Regions from separate parts of the Zea mays genome. Here region 1 is linked to region 2. A link is a contact called in public Hi-C data. All regions are on one chromosome and are shown on one strand. Each heading gives the region's core, a stretch centred on a gene start, on an enhancer-like site or on the middle of the called end of the contact. The rest is flanking DNA. Distances are from core to core; before and after follow the strand shown. Region 1 holds the start of LOC100276634 (reversion-to-ethylene sensitivity1 like3). Region 2 holds the start of LOC100381549.

Evidence for each region. Hi-C and Micro-C count contacts between places; a contact is called where the count stands out from the background.
Region 1: a contact with region 2 is called in a Hi-C map of leaf, with 4 times the contacts expected there. The contact joins the promoter of LOC100276634 here to the promoter of LOC100381549 in region 2. A contact is called at or near these places in 3 of 25 Hi-C or Micro-C datasets (bundle sheath, leaf and tassel).

The regions. Positions count from the first base shown.
Region 1 is chr6:173,203,884-173,207,702 of Zm-B73-REFERENCE-NAM-5.0, forward strand. It overlaps LOC100276634 (reversion-to-ethylene sensitivity1 like3), which reads right to left and starts at 1,720. Exons shown (of 3, transcript NM_001150373.1): 1 at 1,571-1,720; 2 at 39-409. The coding sequence starts at 320. It also overlaps the pseudogene LOC100274973.
Region 2 is chr6:173,044,277-173,047,883 of Zm-B73-REFERENCE-NAM-5.0, forward strand. It overlaps LOC100381549, which reads right to left and starts at 2,182. Exons shown (of 4, transcript NM_001361444.1): 1 at 1,449-2,182; 2 at 1,028-1,369; 3 at 854-959. The coding sequence starts at 1,772.

The sequences.
Region 1 (3,819 bases), core at 470-2,969, 160 kb after region 2:
ACAAAAAACTCAAATCTGGGACTGAGCAAAGTTCTTACCTTTGCCCTGTCAAGCTGCAGGCATCTGGCGACAGAACCATAAGCCAGATCATCCACACTCACTAAATTCGAACCTGCAAAGTCCAAGACGGTTCCATCCTCCCGAGCAATCCCCACGTGCCCTATGTAGGGAGCCAGCCATGAAACTACTGGGAGAGGAGTCCACACGATGCAGCAAGGGAACCTCACGCTCTTTGGGTCTACTTGTCCCAGAGGCCACAGCGTCTGCATCTCATCATCTGAACAGAATACTTTATCGTCAGGAGCAGCTTCAAGCTCCATTGAAGGCAAATCCTTTCAGCTACACGAATGATCCTTGTGCCACTAAACATAATCCGCTACTGCTGACTTCCGTGTCATGGTCTCTCGACCTGAAAAGTATCAAGCCCCACTCAAGCTATGCACATTAATTTGCGTGATCATTGAACATTCTACTCTAATAAGACAGAAAAAAAACATTACAAATGATGCCCACATAATATATGGCGCTTTCGCAGCTCTATGAACACAACGGCATGGCCTTTCTTTTAAAAAAAAGAAGATGACAGTATATGATTGAAGAAAGGTAGCAGCAAATCTTCGGATATCGTTATGACAAGGACAAGTCAGCAAAAATGTCAAACGCTGACTAGAAGTATAAAGAGAAGCAGTAATGGGAGTGGGACGACACCTAGCATTTGATTTGCCTTTTGTCATGCTGATATTCATGCCCCCGGCTATAGAGGGGGTAACTCTATTACTTCTCAGTAACTCACTGCCATAACAATGCTACCGGTTTGTTACTAACCAAATGACAAAGAAACTGAGAAGAGACAAGCGTATAGCATAAACGAAGTCCACGCCTGGAATTCAAAGGTTTATTAAGAGTAACGCACATGTGAGAAAAAAAAATGGAATATTCAGGTGTTACAAGCAGCAGCATAAGCTTATGCCCCATTATCCTGATATATATAAAAAAACCAATTATCAGGTAAGTGTTTCTTCACTTAAAGGCAGTAGCCATGGTTTCAGAGTTTCAGACTGATTTGATCTGCTTTCGCATGCCATTTCCACCGAGCCATTGGGCATTCTGCATTCATTTCTACTCTGAAGTCCAGCGCCATAGCCCATCGCTTTCCTACTGGTCGGTTACACACGCAAACAGGATCGGATATTTTTGGGTGTGTACAGTGTACTTTGTGTGTGTGTGTGTGTCATCTAAACTTCCGAAGAATCTCTCACGAGAACATCTTGCAACTAAGCACACCAGATTATAACACAGTAAACAATCGTGCAAACTACACACCAACTTCGTTTGCAGACTCTGTCACATGTTGCTTCTCTTCACGCGACGGCAACACTGTTCTCTTTAAGCGACGGCAACGGATTTGCGGTAGCAGTAACAATAATGCACTAAACGGAAACCCAATAGCAGGCAAAACAAGCAATGACCTCCTGGAAGCTCACCTCCTGACGACTGAACCGAAAATTTTCGCAGGCGAAGATCCTAGCAGCGCGCAGCGGGTAGGGAGGGGGACGGGAATAGAACTCACTAGAAGGAGGAGCAGGAGCAGCAGAATCAGGTGGATCCTCCTCGCGGCCGCATTAGATGGGTGGGTGGACAGGATCGGGACGCCACCGCCGCTGTCCGTGTGCAGGTCAAGTGTTTGACGCATCGGGGAGAAGCAGGCGCCGCGGCAGCTACAGTTTATAGCGTGCGGGAGCCGGGAGGGGAGGGGAGGGGAGGGGAGGGAGGAGGTGGACAGGTAGGGGGAGGTGCATGCACCTGGGGAGCGGGTGGCAGCAGACGCTACTCTCACCTAGGCTCTCCCGCTTCGTTACCATGACGTGTGGGTCTACTTGTTCTGGTGGGCCTAGTGGAGAGGGACCCTCTCTTTCCCGTTTTCTCGGTGCACGAAATTGTGGGTCCCTGTTGACGAGTACTCTTACTTCCATTGGTAGTATTTGATATATTTGCCTGTTTGGTATGGATTGCTTCGTGAGGAAAAAGTTTACAAAGACGTTTGGTTCACCATCACACATTATGCGAGTGGCAAATCTGGAGCAAAGCCTGGGAGCTGCTGTGATCTTATTCTACCTATAGTTCTACTTTTCACCTTACATGTCAAGTTTTGGGTGCCGCGAAAATGATCTAACCCTAGGATGGATTAATTACAATTTCATCTAGATTATACCTGTTATTATTGTCTTGAGGTAGAGCGGAAGGTTGACTGGTGGTGGAGGAGGTAGCCGACTGCCTTGCGCTATCAAATACCTCCTCGTCGGTATTAATTCTATCAATCGAAAAACTCACATCCCATCAGCACTTAAATGAAATCAACAACTCAAATGTTCAGTGAATAATTGAATACTAGTATTATACTATCAAAACTTCAATTAACAGCTCACTGTCACTGGGCGTGGGTGCTCAAGCGTTGGCAGGCGGGCGGCGACTGGCCGCTTGGGCGGGCAGAGCGGCCTGCGGCAGTTTAGCGCCTGCTAGCCTAGTGGCCTGGGCGTTTGTCATGGCCGATGGCCGGCTGGACGAGCGGGACTGCTGCCTGATAGATCTAGGCGATGGCTAGAGCATAGAGGCGTGGATTAGGCGGAGCAGAGGCGGATCGGGTCATCGGGCTAGCCGCTGGCGCGAGTGCGAAGGAGGCGGACGACGTACCATGAAGGGGTAGAGATTAAATTAGGACGCTTTAATTTTGTTCAACGGTTTAGCTTTCAAACCGTCTTAGAAGTGTCTGTCGTGTTTTTTCATGGGCTTAACTTAAATAGGTGAGGGGATAAGGGCATTGTATGGTTGCATTTTCAGACATGTTAGACCGTGGGTGGATCTTGTAAAATATAAGGACGTGTAATTGTATATGATATTGTTTGTATAATGAAATTTAAAATAAAGAACGGGACAGTGGATTAGTTGGCGGTAGCCAGTACGGCCACGTAGAGCCGTAAAAATACAGTTCCGTTCTGTAGTCTGCGAGCGAGAGAGCAGCATTGCAGCAGGCGGCCACGCTAGAACGAAACCGACGCCGAGCCGGCGAGGGCGCGAGCCGTTGCTTCCCGGGTCACAACACTTTTGCTCGCTCGCCTTCCCTCCCACTTCCACATGGCCGATCTCCTCCACGCGCGCTTCCTCTCGCTCCCCTTGGCCCCGAACCCTAGCCCCGCCCTCCCCGCGAGCGGCGCGCGGCGGGTGCCCCCGGTCCCCGTGCCTCGCCAAGCTCCTCCTCGCCGGAGACCGAGTGGTGCCCGGTGCAGCCGGAGCAGCGCCCCGTGAAGTGTGAACGAGTACGAGGCGCTCGCGGCCTCCCTTCCCTTCTCCCGGGCGGCGGGGGACCTCCGATCCTACTGCTCCCGCCTCGCGCTCACGGGCGCCGCCGTCGCGCTCTTCGTCGGGCTCCCCGTCGCCGCCTTCGGGGCACGCGGCGGGGCCGGCGGCGACGCTCTGCACCTCACGCTCGGCGCCACGGGGTCCGGGATCCTCGCCGTCACGCTCGCGGTCATGCGGATGTACCTCGGGTGGGCCTACGTCGGCAACCGCCTGCTCAGCGCCACAGTGGAGTGTGAGAAATCCAAATCAACTCCGTTCTCCTTTCTGTTAGTCTGCATTGCGTTAGTCTGATGTCTGTATCGTATTTGATTCAGATGAGGAGACGGGATGGTATGATGGACAGGTGAGATGTTTCTGTTGATCGCGTCGTTTCTGGTATTTGATCCTAATAAATTTCTGAATTGTCCTCTGCTGAGATTGAGCTGTAGTACTTTGAGGTACTCTATGACAGGTAGAGCGGCG
Region 2 (3,607 bases), core at 932-3,431:
AAGCTGTTTAAACCAAATCGCTGATAGAGTAAACACTTATTTTATTATATAGAACAACTACAGCATGGTAATTGTAAACATGAGGGCAGATGAAAAGTATCTCTTCTTCCTAAATGGAAGCATGCCATCTAGCAAAAATCACCACGCTACAGAGTATAGTACAGAGTCTTTCAACAAAATGACTAATCCCAGGGAAAATTGCCTAGGTCAATACGAAACCTTATTCCATTAGATTGAACATGGTTCTCTAGATCGTATAGATAGAGATAATAATACCACCAAAAAAACAATTCCTACAGCAACTGGTTGCTTAGATTTTGATCCTAACTTACACAAAGTCACCACGCTACAGAGTGTACTTGACTACTCCCTCCGTACTAGTATATGAGGCATAACTATTTCTAGATCGAATTACAAAGAATGTATTTTTATTCTCTGTTTCTTAATGGTATGTATAACCTCATTTAATACCCGTCTTTTGAGGGGTCTCTAGGGGTTAAATGTAAAAAACACAAGAAACGGCTATTCGCGAATAGCGCGTCTCTACACGACTCTTCATACACAACATAATCTCTTGAGAGCATTTATAATATGGTTGATTTTAAAAACCCTCCATTGTATGATTGAGCTTCTTAGATGTCTCATAACAACGGTAGGGTTGCATTGATGTAGGTGTCTTGAGAGCTCATCTTATACCATGGAACTCGAATAAAAAAAGTGGTTAAACTATGGAACTCAGAATAAAAAGTGGTTGCAACAGCATAAGCATTTTCATGTTGCTACAACTATAATTTCCATCTCACTTAAAAAGAGTCATTCTACCAAGATCTAGCTGAGGAACCAATATACATACCAATCGATCTTGACATAGCAAGTATACCGGAGACCCTATAGCCGTTCCATTGGATGACCTTGCCTCCCAGGGCCTCAATCCTCGCGCGCTCATCCTTCCTGTCAGGCTGAAACAACCACGGGTGAATCGCACGATCGCCATCATGCCTCGCTCCAAGCAAAAGCAAAGGCTCACCTTGTGATCAATCGACAGCTCTACTGGCTCCTTCCCACGGCAGAGAACGGCACGCGAATCCCCGCAGTTGGCGACCACCACATGGGATGAGCACACGACGGCGACAACCGCAGTGGAGCCCACGTTCTCGGCGGCCACCGGCCGTGACTCCTGGACGGCACCGACGAGCCTGCTCGCCTGCCCTGACACCTCGTCATCCAGCCTCTGGAAGCATCCGGTGAACAGCTCGTCCCAGTGCTCCTTCATGTCCACGTCGCAGCTAATCTGCCCCAAATCCTCGCCGAGTAGCCTCAGCTCCTGCCTCAAGAGTACCTGGAGCCTCTCCCGGCAGTAGTTGGCCACCTGCACAGCGACAAGAAGCGGCGGATCAGGTGCCATCGATGGAAGGTGGGGTGGGTTTCCCCCAAGCCCGCGGGCGTACCTCGGCACCGCCGTGGCCGTCGAAGACGCCGAACAGGTGCGCCGGCAGGCGGAGCGCGCCGGCGTCGAGGCCCAGGCCGTCGAGGTCCCTGCGGCTGGCGAGGAGGCGCACCGGCACGTCGGCGAACCGCGGGGCCGCGGCGCAGGCGTCCTCCATCTCGGCGCTGCGGCCGCGCGTGGACGCGCAGCCCCAGACCGGCGCGCAGTCCATGAGGTAGACGCTCCTCTTGCCGCCCGCGGCCGCGCCGAGATCCAGCTTGTCGACCCCCGCGCTTTCCGCGGCGGCGGAGGCGGCCTCGTCATCCACGCACATCGCCGCCGCCATCACAGTCACAGCAGAACCCCCTCCCTCCGGCTTGCACGAACCACACGCGTGCCCCCCGCCCACCGCGGCGTCGAAGAACCACCACCACCACCGTGAGAGGCGGCCGGGGTCGGGACTCGGGGTCGATCGACGCACCAGGCAGGCACGGACTCGAGACGCGAGGAAGCGGCGAGCGGGCGGGCCGGCCGGCCTTGCAGTGGTAGGAGGGGTGTGGTATGGCTACAGAGTACAGTCTCGGTGGGGTGGGTGATGAGGAAGCCGATGGTGCGCGCGCGTGGGGAGGGGGAAAGAAGCAGGCAGAGCAGGTGGGGGGGAACGGGGAGGGGAAGGGAAGGAAGAAGAAGCGAGCGAGGTGGGAAGAGGGGATTGGCCTGGGGCTGGCTGCGCCGTAGCGGGCAGGTCTCCACGACTCGTCACGCCGCTGGGGAGGGTCCGCGTGGCGCTTGATATTATTTGTCTTGTACCGTACCAGTGCTTGCTCGCGTGCGCGCCTCCCCTCGTCTCTGCTACCTGTTGCGCTCCCATTCGCTCGCATGTGGGTCGCTGTTCCTGTGCGACTGACTGACTGACCACTTCGTGCCGGTTTGTCAGTGACTCAGTGTAGCAGTGGCACTGCTCTGCTCTGGCCCTGCGTGTCCGATCTTCACGAGAAGCCTGACACTCGGAGGGGGTACGGATTTTTTCCTGACTTTTTTCCTGGTACGCAGGGCACGTACTGTACGGGTATGCAGCCAACTGTTCCGTTGCTCACGTACGCAGGATCTATTTACGACACCAAATAAATAAATGAATATTTGGTGTCGTAAATTTTAGTTAAATCTTACGTAAGTTCATGGGTACACGAAAAAAGATCAGGATGGAGCGGTTTTGAGCTGGTTGACCAGTTCGTCGTCTCCAGACCATAAGTAGGGCGGCCTCGTAGTGTCATCCATTCCATATACTATACGTAGTACAGTAGTCTACGCTTTACCTGTAGGCTGTAGCTGAAAACGGCGTTTCCCGGCCGCCGGATAATGTATGTATGCGAGAGGGGGGTAGCCACGTACGCGCTGCCGTTGGCGACAGGGATGACGATGCGCGCGTGACGCCGGCCCGGGCGGTCCGATCCAGATCCGACGAAACCCAGGGCGACGGCGTCGGCGCGCGGTCGGGACATGAGATCAGATCCGATGAGCAATGAGCTCGGGCGACGGCCGAGGCCGAGAGCCCACTGCTGTGACTGCGACTGCGAGGCGGACCGGAGTCTCCGATGCACACGCACCGCCGGCCGTGGTGGGTGCCGGTTTCTCCAGACTCCGGTGGGTCGTCGGAGGGAGCCGGCGTCGCCTCCGACAAGGCTGGCTGGTCTGGTCGCGTCAATGATTGATTGATTGACGAGTAGTAGTACTAGTACCGGTGACCTGTCAGGTGCCACGCCATGTGGTAGACCGCTGGCTTGGACACTTGGCACCCGGCCGTTCGAGCAGGAAAAGGAAGGTTGCCAATTTGCCATCAATCACCATGCCATCGCCGTCTGTCCGTGTCTCTGGGGGCTGGATGAGGATGATGTCCCTCGTGTCAACCAAAAAAAAACGTACGTGCTCCTGCTGGTTTCTAAACAGATTTTACATTAACTGGTTTTTTATATTAAAAAGTACTGTTAACTACCGAATAGTTTTTTTTAAAAAAATAAGCTAATTACGAAGTATGCGTCAAAATAAAAAGCGAGATGAAACGAGAAATTCGTCGCAAAAGATGCGAGCGGAGAGATTTTTTTTTTTTGCTAAAAAAATGAAAAGGAAACAGACAGCGAGAGAAAAGATCTGAACTGGCCTTTGCTTGCCCGCCTCTGCTGC